Regions from separate parts of the Zea mays genome. Here region 2 is linked to region 1. The links are chromatin contacts, called in public Hi-C maps. All regions are on one chromosome and are shown on one strand. The core of a region is the stretch at or near the end of the contact, and the rest is flanking DNA. Distances in the headings are between cores, read along the strand shown.

Region 1 (6,703 bases), core at 2,669-5,168:
CAAGTACTACCCAAAAAGTTCAGTGGTAAACAAGGTATAAAGATAGACAAACTAGGGTAACCTATTGGGTCCCATCAAAATTAACCTATGCAGATCATTACGATTAATCAGAACATGAGTAGGTAAAAAGAAGTGATCAAGGGCACAACTTGCCTGGCACTTGAGAATCCAGGTGACAGGATGAACTTCAGGTGACTCGCAACCGCACTGCTAATCGTAGCAATACAAACAAACATGGTATGGATAAAATTAACATCACACCAAACATAAGTATGAACTGAATAATAATATTCTACGCGAAACTACGAGATCGCGGGATCGAGAACTAATAAGATCGGAGTTACGGTTAAGGAGTTATGACTTTATAGAAGATCTGCGTGATTAAAATATTAAACTATATTATAAATTAGTTAATATAACTCATATTAGAGGTCATTCCATAAATAATTATCTCAACTTTAATTTAAGCCATTATTTGATTAAAGATCATCTAGTTAAATTATAACCATAATATCAGAAATTAATCCAATTAATGTAGGTTAAATAATTATCTAATTATAAAAGTATGAGACCTGGTATAACACAAGTTGTCACTGCGTAGTAAATATTCATACGAGACTAACGCAACTTAAACAGATCAAATCGGATTTAAAATGGAGGAGTTATGAATTTCCTAAGGTTTTATGTATTTGATATAAGATTAGTTAGGAAATAAATTTTAATGTGACTTTCATATGAAAACTGTGGTACTATCTGATAAACAATAATATTATAAAATTATAGGAACCAAAATGGGTCAATTTGAACCTAATATGAATTTTCTAGGAATTTTATTATGTTTCTGCAATTAATTTAAACTGAAAAACCATTTTCTAAATGAATTTCCTGGTTTTAATAGGTGTCTGGACTGTGCGCTAAATAAACAGAAGTGCAGGGGCGAAAACATAAGTAATCCACAGACTCAGCCAAACCCCACAGTGGACGGCGGGTTGATTCAGATATTTCACGGGGTCTTTTACGCAAAATGCCCAGGTCGAAGGGGTATGGGCCAATCGTGGTTGTTCGATCAATGGTGGGCGGTATGGATTAGATCCATAGACGTCAGAACCTGTAATTCTACGCGAACCCTTGGATTACCGATCAAGGGCCAGAATCTGCCCACGACAACCTCCAATCTGACCCGTTCGCCAAAGATCCAGCGGTGGACAACCCACATCTAATCCCCGCCGTAGATTTTGGATCTTGCGTCACTGCTCCTTTCTTCCTTCGCTCACCCGAGACGGTGGCGCACAGCGCCCAGGCGGCGGTGCCATGGCTGGTGCGATTCCGCCCAAGAATCCAGTGCACCACCCCCACAAACATACAGGTTCTACACGTAGTACAGAGTGGAGCGATTTGATCAAGGTAGATCTTACCGGTGATTACGTCGTGGAGCAGTCCGTCCACGGTGCAGGCAGGGTTCACGGCGGAGCACCAACTCCGGCGAGGGATTATAGGGCTTTTGGTGCGCTTTTCATTGCACCGGAACCACGAACACGGTCGTTGCGCCATGGCGAAGCGTCCAGGTACTACACCGATGCCCCAGCCCGAATGTAGCCCGGAATCGACGTCCGCTGCATCACTCAAATCTCCCTGCGCCAGGCGAGGCTCCCAACGGCTCGGTGGAAGCCTCAAATTAACTAATTGAGGGGATGAGGGGAGCCACGGGGTTGGTCTTTATACGCCGCAACAACGGAGCTGGTCCGCCCGCATTAATCGTGGGGGTTCCCGCGATACGCGGCGGCGGCGGCGCGTTCTGTTACGTGTTCAACCGGCCGCAAATCCTCGTGAGGTGAGGTCCGACAGAAGGTGGGGGTCACAGCCCAGCGAAGTCCGTTCTTATGCGCCGAGGATAGGAAGTCCGCGTGGGGATCACGCCATGGTTCACGGAGCTCGGAAATCCCGGGCGCCGAGCGGGTTGTTGAGGAAGGGGATAAGCCTGACGAGTGGGTCCCATAGGTCATTAGTACGGCGCACGCCAACAGACTGGCCACCGGGCCCCTGGTGAAGCACGTGCGATCGTGGAGAAATGGAGGAGTGCGGGAGAAGAAATGGGCCGGTTGCAGGGAACTGGGCCAAAAGTGAGGTAGCCGGCCCAGTAGGAGAGAAACTGTTTTCCTTTTTTTTTCTTTTGTTCATTTCCATTTCTCATTTTTTTTAATTTTCAAATTTGGTTTTGGATTTCAATTTCAATTAAATGCACAATCATAAGAACCAGCATGAGATGTCATTATATTTGTGTATAAATATATATATATATATTATTCATTCATTTATTATTTTACATAAGCAATTTCTTTTAAATATGTAGCACACATGTAATTATTTTAGGAAAAGTAGTTTATATTGTATGGTTTCTTATTAAAAATAAATGTTCTCACATTAATACTTATAAACTTCAATAAAGGGCTAATTTATATAAGAATCTTTTTTTTTATAAAACCTTATTTAAGGAGATGTGACTTCAATGTTATGGGAATTCTAAGGAAAAAAATAATAATTCTATTTCAAGATCTTTGAAATTTTTTTTACTATATTCTCAAAATGAGATTTAGGGTGTTACAGTATGAGTCGTAGTTTTTGACCTACAACAATTTATTGATCAGGTACGCACCATAATTTTTGATCTAAAACCTGACCCAACTCGAGAAAACCCTGACCTGACGACCCAACACATCCAACAAGGAGGTACGAGCTAACCCGATCTGACCCGACACTAGACACATGTTGAACATGGGCCGTGTTAAACAACCCACGATCCAACCTTGACCCGAGCTAAATCTGACCTGACCCGGCGTTTGAATAGGTCTACCTTGGGGTGTGTTGACAGTCAATGCCTACCCAACTAGAAGGACTAAAAAATTAATGGAGTATGCAACTTATTTTTGAGGTTTAGCTATTGTTGGGGGCCTTCGTCTTCCGAAGGTCCTCAAAAACACGATTTAACAATGTTTCCCAAGTGTAATGAATGTATAGGTACCTTCGGACTCAGAACAAAGCTGTACATAATATGGAAAGCATGGTCTGGACGAAGGTTGAACCAGCTCCGAAGCTACACGTAAGGAAGCTTCGGCTCAGTAGCAGAAAAAGGAACCGACTTAAATAGGAAAAGGCTATCTAGTCCTCATCGATAAATTGTCCTTAAGTCAATAGTAAACATAAAGGGCATGAATGTAATTTTATACAGGCTGCGCCCTGTGCTTATAAATAGATGAACAGTACCCTAATACTGGAGACACTGACGAATACTCATCCGTGCGTCACGCTTGCACCTTCGCTTTCTATCAAGCCAAAGGTATAAATGTAATTCAATATCGTTCTTATTCATTCATGATTATATAATAAAAGAAATATCAACGATGTCATATGATTATTCATGTTATTTCTCATGTTTTATATGCTTCGTCTTTCATTAATATATACTGTGATGATGAAGGCACAACCTTCATAACCTTCGTCCAAAGATTATTATTCCCTAGGAAAATAATGCTTCGTAGGACGAAGGACATTAACCATTAACCTATTTTTGTGTTGCTTTGTTCTTAATTCATATCATTTGAGAACAAGTCCCAACAACTATGTTAAAAAATTTGAAATAGTTATAAGGGTCTACTTTGAAAACTTAAATCTCCTTCTGTTTTTGGAGGGAATTGGAGAAGAAATCAACTAATTTCTCCATCACCTATAATCACAGAGTAGAATTGAGTCTTCAAAATAGGTCTAAATAAATCTCCACTGTGATTGCTAGTACTCCTATCTAATAAAAATAGTATTAGATTTGTATATAAGTTGTTTGTGTTTAGAATAAGCTTCAATTTCAGTTGTACTCCATGACCGAAAAGTGAATTAAAAAAACTAAAACAAGAAAGAACAAATTCTCTAAAAAACACCTAGCGGAAAAAGAAAAGGAAAAAAGTCGCCCCTCCGTTGGGACCTAATTCACGCGTTTCAGGGCTCCTCCCATTTCGTCGGCTTCGTTTGTCGTCGTCGTAAGCTGCAGCTAGTGTGGACTGGAGATCCACCACTCCACCAGTCCGGTCCATCTGCTGGACCTCGATTGGTTTCTTCTTACCTAGGTAAAGCTCTGCAGGATCCTTTCTGCATATGATTGATTAGTCCGTATCGTCCTAGCTGGGATGGATGCCCCGATCCACCAATTCTGTTGCGGATTTGTTCGCTCTGTGGTTCCGGTGGTAGCAGATGTAGTTTTTTCCCTCAAATTTTGTTCGAGTTGTTAATCCTGCACCTGATTCTTGCACGTGCTGGGGCGGGGTGGCGGCGGATCGATGATAGATTCGTGCGATCCTTTTGGCTCATGTTGAGGTGTATATGTCGTGCAGGAACATCCGGGGATGTCGACTCCTGCGAGGAAGAGGCTGATGAGGGATTTCAAGCGGTTGATGCAGGACCCTCCGGCCGGCATAAGTGGCGCCCCGCAGGATAACAACATAATGCTGTGGAATGCTGTCATATTTGGGTATGATGCAGAATCCCCCCGCCCCCTTTTCCCCACTTCTTAGTTTGAATTGTAATATTTGACATCGTCTTTGGATATGCTTATTTCTTTTACAGACCTGATGATACCCCGTGGGATGGAGGTTAGTGAAGCTAATTTCTGCTGCAGTTTTTTGCTTACTCTTTGACCAGACCAAACTCATCGTGTGCTTATCCAAACAATAAGTTGCATCTGCATGACTGCATATGCTGCTGCTAGTTTTGCCTGCACAACACACGACTTACGTGACCATGTGATACAGAATATAACAATTGACTATTAGGCATTAGTTGACTTGCAGGTGGCAAGCTGAAGTTTTCAGTCATCTGTGTTTGTTGACCTTACTGTCAAATGCACGGCTGATGTAGAGTACAAATTCCAAGTTAAGATGGATAGAGGAAACTGACCCCAAATTCAATGGAACTTTATAATGTAGCATGCTAACACTAGTGTCAATCTTGGTAAGAGATGACATCAAATTAATTTCTAAAGCAAATAGTAATAATTATTAACGACAAAGCTATTGTTAAACCTAGTGACAATTCTTTTTCTTCTCATAAAAAACATCACAATGACCATTGCTACACGAAAACATGCAAGCCCAAAGTGTCTTTGTTGCTTGTTTAGGGTCAGCCAATACTGTGGTATTTATTATACACACACACGTGCGCGCGCGCGCATAGAATGATTGATTCAGACAGAATAACAAGTTAAGAAATTAGCTGGATGAGCCCCATTATTCACACAACAGCTCTTAGATTCTGTGTCACTAGCTTGTCTTTCTGAGCTTACTACATGGTTTGCTTCTGTCCTTTGACTGATATGCTAACTCCTGTTTTATTCTCAGGTACGTTTAAGCTGACTCTCCAGTTTAATGAAGAATATCCAAACAAACCACCAACTGTGCGATTTGTTTCTAGGATGTTCCATCCTAACAGTAAGTTGTTTCTCATCCATATTTACAAGATTGCATAAGAAATAAGTTGATCTGATTTTGTCTTCGCTGTGATGTACTTTTTAAGATTCCAAAGCATGTTTGTTCTTCTCCCTAGGGTTTAGCTGTTCAAAGTGCTCAGTCATCATAGACCATTTTGTTGGCAAATTTTCTGTGTCTGCAGTTATCTTCTTGACGTATCATATATGTGCTGTGATTATTGAATGCCTATATTTTTACACGAATGAGTTTTCCAAATGCATGTGCTGCCATTGATTTTGAACCAATGGATCTGGCTTTTTTTTTCTCCTCTGGCTTATTTTTATACAACCAAGCTTGTCGATGTTCCAGAGGCCATTCTGGTTTATCTGTTGGAACGGAATGTCTCGTTACCAGACAATACCACTGTACCATTCCAGAGTATAATGAATGAATAGAAAATATATCATTATTATATTTATAATAAATGTCTTTTTGGCACAATATTTGGATATGTTTATTGTATATACAAATGCATGTGTATTTCTTATGCCGCATAAATTTCTACTTATTATAGTCAGGTTTGCACACACATGGCAGATACCTATATATTACTAAACCTACTGCTCTTCCAACAAAAACAATGGTGTAGCTATTGCTGCTTCCCTATTCAGTTGCTTGCATGGACATTGCCTTACCTTTTCTTCACTCTGAATAGCAAGAAAGAAGCATTCTTCTCTCTATCCTTTTTCTTATCCTTGCTGCCATGGTTGGATGGCCCACGGGCCCTGTCCCATGCGACCGGTGCTCCGTTGAGGAGCTGAGGTTTCATCGGCACTCCACGGCTGGGAAGCAGACATCGCGTCCCTGCCGCCAGAAGGAGGAAGCAACAGCAGCTGTCCCTTTAGAGTCCATTGTTACTTGTTGACTGGTCCAGCATGCACGAAACACTAGATTTTGGCTGTAACAGATAGAACCTGCAGAATTAGCCGGAATAATGTCTGCTACAGGATATATTCTCTGCAGTACCAGTGTACATGTTGGTACGAAGCAATTCGGCCATTCCAGACATTACCGGAACGAGATTAATAACTATGGATACAAATTTTCTTAACTATAGGATGGTACTATCTTCTACTGTCCACTTATATGTCACCCTGGCATGGAACTCTGGCTTCATTTCTCCTCTGGCTTATTCTGATACAACTCTCTTAACTATATGATGGTACTATCTTCTAATGCCCACTTATATGTGT
Region 2 (6,711 bases), core at 528-3,027, 230 kb before region 1:
ATTACCACTATGATAAACCTTAGGTGGGTCTCAGGCCCATTTCACTTGATGCACTATCTATCACACTATGTGATAGCCCCTTACAAAAAATGTTATCTCATCCTAGGTACATCCTAGAGGCCTTAATAGTGGCCTAAGGATGCCCGAGGCTTGATAATTCTAGACCACTAAAACACTTGAAAACAGTGAGCTATAGCTCATGACACATTGTGAAAACATGAAAAATCTATCCATGAGCATTGAATGTCAAAAATCTACACTAGAGAGTTGGACCAAGAAAAATGACAAGTTGTTTGCCTAGATTGACATGTTTGACATGCCAGAACAAAAAACATATGAATCACAAAACCAAAACATAAAAAATACACCCCTAGTATTTGAGCTCCTTGTGGTGTTGTAAATCCAAAGAACTTATTGTTTGCGAGTTGAAACTGGCTATAAATTTGTTGTCTCATATCCTAAGTACGTCTAAACCTTCATAGTGATTTAAGAATGTTCAGGACCCAAAAGTTCTAGGCCCCCCTAAAACACCTGAAGCCAGTAAGCTATAGCTCACAGAAATGGTGAAAACATGAAAATCGGTTTGAGAGCATCAAATATCAAATATCTACACTAGAAAGCAGACCCAAAAAACTCGTTGTTGCATAGCTGCACCAAAATTGGTTGCAATCTCATCGACATGTGAGTCTCACTTGTCCAAAACCACTCTAGGCCCTGAATGTGGGGCCTGCACATCACGCTCATGCTTCTGGATTTGATATTTGACACCTAATTCATATATCTTTCAAGATTTGACATCCCTATCACAATGATATGTGGGGTCATTCAGTTATTGACATGTAACCTAGGGTATCAAATCTGGAAGGCATGTGAATTGGGTGTCAAATATTAAAATTGGGAAAAGTCTAAATTACTACTCTCACTTATGGATAATGTTCATGTAACCTCTAAAGTATTTTTAGTTCATTTTATCTATCCTTTCCTTTTTAGATGGTTCAATTTACCCCTTAACAATTTTTTATTTCTTTATGTACAAACTGAGTTTTTAGTTCAAATTTTGTTGGCATAGCTAATAGCATAATTTAGCCTTAAAATATATTATAATTTTTTATAATTATTTTGATAGATTAGATATCGGATAATAATTTTAATGATATAGAACTAAATATAAAATAATGATGAAAAATTGTTAGAATATTTTCTAACATAAATTACGATGTCCTTAGTCACCTTAAAAATATGAACATAAAATTCAACTTGTATCTATGAACATAAAATTCAACTTGTATCTAGACAAACAAAAAAGACAAATCTCTTCCTAATAAAATTTGACTTTTTCGTTTTTTTCATTTACAAGTTGAATTTGAAGTTCATATCTTCTAAGGTTATTGAGGTTATCACAATTTGATATTTAGTTTTGTACTATTAAAATTATCTTAGTTGATTTCTAACCTATCAAAATAATTTTAAGTTATATTATTATATAGATTTACATGTTACTTTTCTAATATACAATTTATAGTACATTTTTCTATTTGATTCTCTATAACGTAAATTTAATGTATAATTATCTTAATCAAATGATTTAAAATAATATATAAATATATTACATAGATAAATATATTAATTTAATTAATTTTATCTAAATTATAATTATTAGAATGAAATTCGATTTCAACAAAACAAACTGACCGTAGTGGTTTTATAAACATCGTGGAAGGGAGTAATTTGCTTCGTCCAAAAAAAAAAAATCTCCAACTCGTCACTTCGCTTCCCCACTTCTCCATTCCATTGCGGTTCTGCGAGCCCCTACCTCCCTGTGGTGCTTGGCCATGGCGGACTACCACTTCGTGTATAAGGACGTGGAGGGGGCGAGCACAGAGTGGGACGACATCCAGCGCCGCCTCGGGAACTTGCCCCCGAAGCCGGAGCCCTTCAAGCCGCCGCCCTTCGCCCCGAAGGTTGACGCCGACGAGCAGCCCAAGTCCAAGGAATGGCTTGACGTGCGCGAGCCCGAAGAGCTCGAGGAACTAGAGGACGATCTGGATGACGACCGCTTCCTCGAGAAGTACAGGTAGCCCTTCTCCACAGGCTCGATCCGGTCTGCGGTCTGATTGCTGATCCGTTATGCTGTCTTTTCCCCGTCCGTTATTGGATGCATCTTAGGAAGCTCAAGTGCCTACCGCGTTTGATTGATCTGACCTGACTAGAGTGGCTGATTGGTATAATTCGTGTTCTCCTGATAGTAATCCGATATCTTTTTATGGTTGATCCGGATTCCTCGCAGTAGTTCCGGGCTTTGGATTACTCAATGCGTTTTGCGATTTTTTTGGTACAGCTGCGAATTGATTGTGACGATTTGATGTAATTCGATGCCCCTGCAGGAAGATGAGGCTCGCAGAGCTGAGGGAAGCCGCAAAAGCCGCGCGATTTGGTACTATACTTCCCATCACTGGCTCCGACTTCGTGCGGGAGGTATCGCAGGCACAATCAGATGTTTGGGTTGTGGTCTTCCTCTACAAGGATGGGTAACTCTTCATTCAGTTCACTGCATCCTGTTATATCCATGATTATGCATGGGAGAACAATTATATCATTTATTTTGTATGAATCGACCAAACAGCTATGGGACCAGACTGAACTAAATTCAGACTTTTAGTGCACTTTATTTAGTTGTGTTGGAATTTGTTATAGATGCTTTCTTAGGCAAGCATTATCATAGGAAGAAAGGGGGCCAGCGCAGCTAGGATTTGGGCCCAGGTGCGCAGCTAGAAGATAAGGGTCGGGAGACTTTTTAGCTGTTCAGTTAAAGAGATAGATTAGATCTCCTATTTTATAGCAGATAATTGTTATCCTGTTGGGTGGTACGGCAGTCCTAGTCTATAAGGGAATTTGTCTTATTAGTTTGTATTAGGTATTGAAGGAATAAAGATCTCCAGGCTGGGAGATTACCTTCGGTCATCCTGGCTGATCATCACAGCCAGGCCGGCGACAGTGATCGCCCTCCTCCCTACGCCTTGCGATCGCTCTCCTGTTCCTCTCATCCACTTGTCTCTCCCCTGCGTACTCCTAAGAGAAGAAGTAGACTACATCAGATTTCTATAGAAAGTTGCCTGAAAAGACTAGGTGACTATGAAATTTTGACTATGGTTGCCTGGATATAGGAATTCTGATATTTGTGCTGTGCATTGTAGGCTCGTAAGCAGACATTTCATCGCTATGAAATAGGTCCCAGCAGTTCGTACCTTTGATATATATGATCTGTGGACATGCTTTCTTTTTTCTTCTCGAACATGCCGTTTCATTGATAGATAGAAAAAATGGTCCAATTACAAAACAAATTCATGGCTGGGCCTGCCCTTCTTTTTGTCCAACACTGTAAGCTGTAATGTAACTAATCACACTGCAGTTTTTCAGCATGGAAGATCTTTCATGAAATTATTGCTCTTTTTTTGTATGATGTTTTATTGTTTCCATGTTGTGCTTGCATCAAAATTGTACAGAAAGAATATCTGAATTCATTGGAGTGTAATGAGCTCCCTGATCTGATGCGTGAAACATGATGTTCTTTAGTAAATTGTGGTGCTTATCGAATTCTATAAATCTGATGATAGGATACCTGAATGTGGATTGCTTCAGAATTGTTTGGAAGAATTGGCTACTAGGTATCCAGCGACGAAGTTTGTTAAAATTATCTCCACAGACTGCATCCCCAACTACCCAGATAGGAATGTTCCTACAATACTGGTGTATAACAACAGTGCTGTCAAAGGGACTTATGTTGGTTTGCAGAAGTTTGGTGGAAAGAGATGCACACCTGAATGTAAGTTACTACTAATATACTGCAAATTAATATTCAGTATCTGCTTTTCCTGTTAGTTGATTGATTCCAGTTGCTCCAATTTTATGTGCTGTTCATTGATCTTTTTTGAGCTCACACCTGTAATTTTGTGAATGGCATATTGGCATATGCCATTTAGCACCCACAATCCGCTTTCTTTTGGATATACCACTTGAACTTCCTTAACTAAAGAAAAAATATTTTGACCTTCAGCTGACAATTTTTTTAAAAAAACAATATTAGACAATTCATTATGACCTGCATGCCTCAATGCATACACTCCCCAGATCCAGTTTTGATTCTTCTGCGCTATTTCATGTGCCAAATTTTTCTATGGAGTTTGTCTAAAATGGCAACATGCTGGTTCCCAGTTATACATTGGTCTTAGGCTCTTAGCATATCATTGATCCTTTTGTGTAATAAGAAATTAGGGAATCTACTTTCACATTTAGATTACACCAAATTTATGGAAGCTTTCCTTTACCTCAACATCGTCCCAGAAATTCTTTTCCCAGCGATATACATGGGTTTCGTCTATATGCGCTAAGTCACTGTTATGTTCCTTTCAGCTGTTGCGTTAGCCCTTTGCCAGTCAGACCCGGTACTGAATGATGGGCATGGTGGCAGCGATTCATCTCGGGGCAATGTCTTCGAAGGTGTTCGCAGGAAGTTCATAGAGAAGGTTGTGGCCCAGCATGAAGAGCGGGAAGAAGAGGACAGTGACTAAGCTAATACTTGTGTTTGTTTTCCGCAGCTGGCGGATCCAATTTGGTTCCAATGTTTACTGATCTTATGTGATTTTTGTGGGTGAAATTTGCCAGAGTTTTCTGATACCTGGCTGTGCGGCTGAAGTTTTTGAAAGTTCACGGGTCTTATTGCCTACCTTTCAGCTGTAACACAGCTCCATTATTATATTGTTAAGAGATCAGAGATGATTAGTGCACTTGTATAATTGCATGAGAAAAAATCCAGCCAAACTTTGAATCCACAGTATTTCACTATCTTGAACATTTCTCAACACAAAACATCATGAGTCATGACTAATTTGTGTATATGCATGTTTATGATTCTTTGTGAATTAGTTAAAAGTGCAATTTGTGCTGGTGTATATATCTATAATAAAGTTTGTGTTATGGCACATTGAAATAATTTTAGTTCCAAAAACTCAACCGAACAACCGATTATCACTATCTACAAACAGTGCAAACAACAATCACCAGGAAGAGTTAGAGTGGAAAATCCTTACCCTAGGAATTAGAATAGAGTTGGGTGATGTATTAATAGACTTAGGATAGTTGGGTCAGGCCCATTAAAGGGGGCGAGAGGGGAATTACAAAGGGAAAGTCCCAAATTTTAATAGATATTCTAACACCCCTGCAGTCGCAACTTTATCATGTACAGATGTTGAGACTAGACCGAAAGTCTAGGAATACACTCGTCGATAACCCCTTGGTGAAGATGTTGGCGAACTACAGCGTGGTGGGGACGCTGAGAACCCGAACGTCACCTACAGCGACACGCTCGCGGACAAAGTGCAGGTCGATTTCCACATGCTTCGTGCGCTGATGCTGCACGAGATTGGTGGAGAGGTAGATGGCGCTGACGTTGTCGCAGTAGACGAGGGTGGCGCGCTGAAGGGGGCTGTGGAGCTCGAGTGAAGAGAGTAGAGGGGGCCGGAGCTGTCATAGCGAGCAAGCACAACACGCGTGGGGAGGTAGTGTATGGTGAGCTCCAGGGATCGAACTTCATAGAACAGTGGTTGTCACTATTGAAGCAACAAACCGAGAGAAGGGGTGAGTCAGACGGGGGGCAATGAGGACGTCATTGAGGGAAAACGGTCCTGGAAGAACCGATGTCTTCTACTGAGGTGAATGGGAGGGTGGATTCATTGCCGACAACGATATAGAGAGGATAGGAGGGGCGTGGAGGATGGGAGTGAGATAACAAGCTAGCAGTAGTAGTGTGGAAGGAGGCACCAGAATCGACCACCCAATCGGTAGTGGGAGAGGGAAGTGGTGTCGAAGGTATGGTGTGCGCGGAGAGGGCTACAGGAGGTGCCCCGACATAGGAACTAGGAGGGAGGGAGATAACAAGGGTTCGATCATAAGGGAGGCGATCACAGTGCGTGGAAAGACAAGCGGTCTATGCACGTGACGGCCTGCCTGAGGGTGGAGCTCGACGCAGTCCCGGAGAACAAGGTTCTAGGCCGGATCGAAGGACACGAAAGTGCCCCGGACAAGATGGACGTCGTAAAGGAAGACGTGCACGGTGATCCCGGCGAAACTAGGCGGAGCCAAGAAGCAGGGGGTGCTGGCAGCCAGTGCGAAGGCGGGGCCGAATATGCTAGGGGCCACGAGAGGCACCGCCATTGAGGGAACAACGCCGCACACAGGAGCAGAGGCGAGCAGCAGGTGCGCTGCGCTGTAAAGAACGTGCGGACGTAGGCACGAGCAGCAAGACGACGGCAACGGCTGCGGGCGCAACCAGACGCGACAATGAGCATGGACATTAGGCACACTGAGCGGGCGTCGCATGCTCGGAACTGTGGCGCGGAGCGACACGACACGACCAGGGACACACGCTGCCAAGGGCAGAGTGGAAAACCCTAACCATAGAATATGGTTGGGTGATGTATTATTAGACTTGGGATAGTTGGGCCAGGCCCATTACAAGGGGGGCGAGACGGAAATTACAAAGAGAAAGCCCCAAACCCTATAGATATTCTAACAGGAAGAACACGATCTATAAACATTCATACAATCTTAAGGAGACCCGACAGATTTAGGGTATTCCATGTTCTCATTTGCTTTACGCCCCGTTTATATGTAGATATTGAAGTTTGAAGTTGAGAATCGGACTTAGAATTCCTA

Evidence for each region. Hi-C and Micro-C count contacts between places; a contact is called where the count stands out from the background.
Region 2: a Hi-C map of leaf shows a contact between it and region 1, with 5 times the contacts expected there. The contact joins the promoter of LOC100193506 here to the promoter of LOC100284762 in region 1. A contact is called at or near these places in 2 of 25 Hi-C or Micro-C datasets (ear and leaf).

The regions. Positions count from the first base shown.
Region 1 is chr6:75,660,685-75,667,387 of Zm-B73-REFERENCE-NAM-5.0, reverse strand. LOC100284762 reads left to right here and starts at 3,918. Exons shown (of 6, transcript NM_001157657.3): 1 at 3,918-4,115; 2 at 4,380-4,516; 3 at 4,612-4,637; 4 at 5,382-5,471. The coding sequence starts at 4,392.
Region 2 is chr6:75,886,243-75,892,953 of Zm-B73-REFERENCE-NAM-5.0, reverse strand. LOC100193506 (phosducin-like protein 3) reads left to right here and starts at 1,777. Exons shown (of 4, transcript NM_001138619.3): 1 at 1,777-2,074; 2 at 2,385-2,528; 3 at 3,615-3,823; 4 at 4,411-4,854. The coding sequence starts at 1,833. The coding sequence ends at 4,568.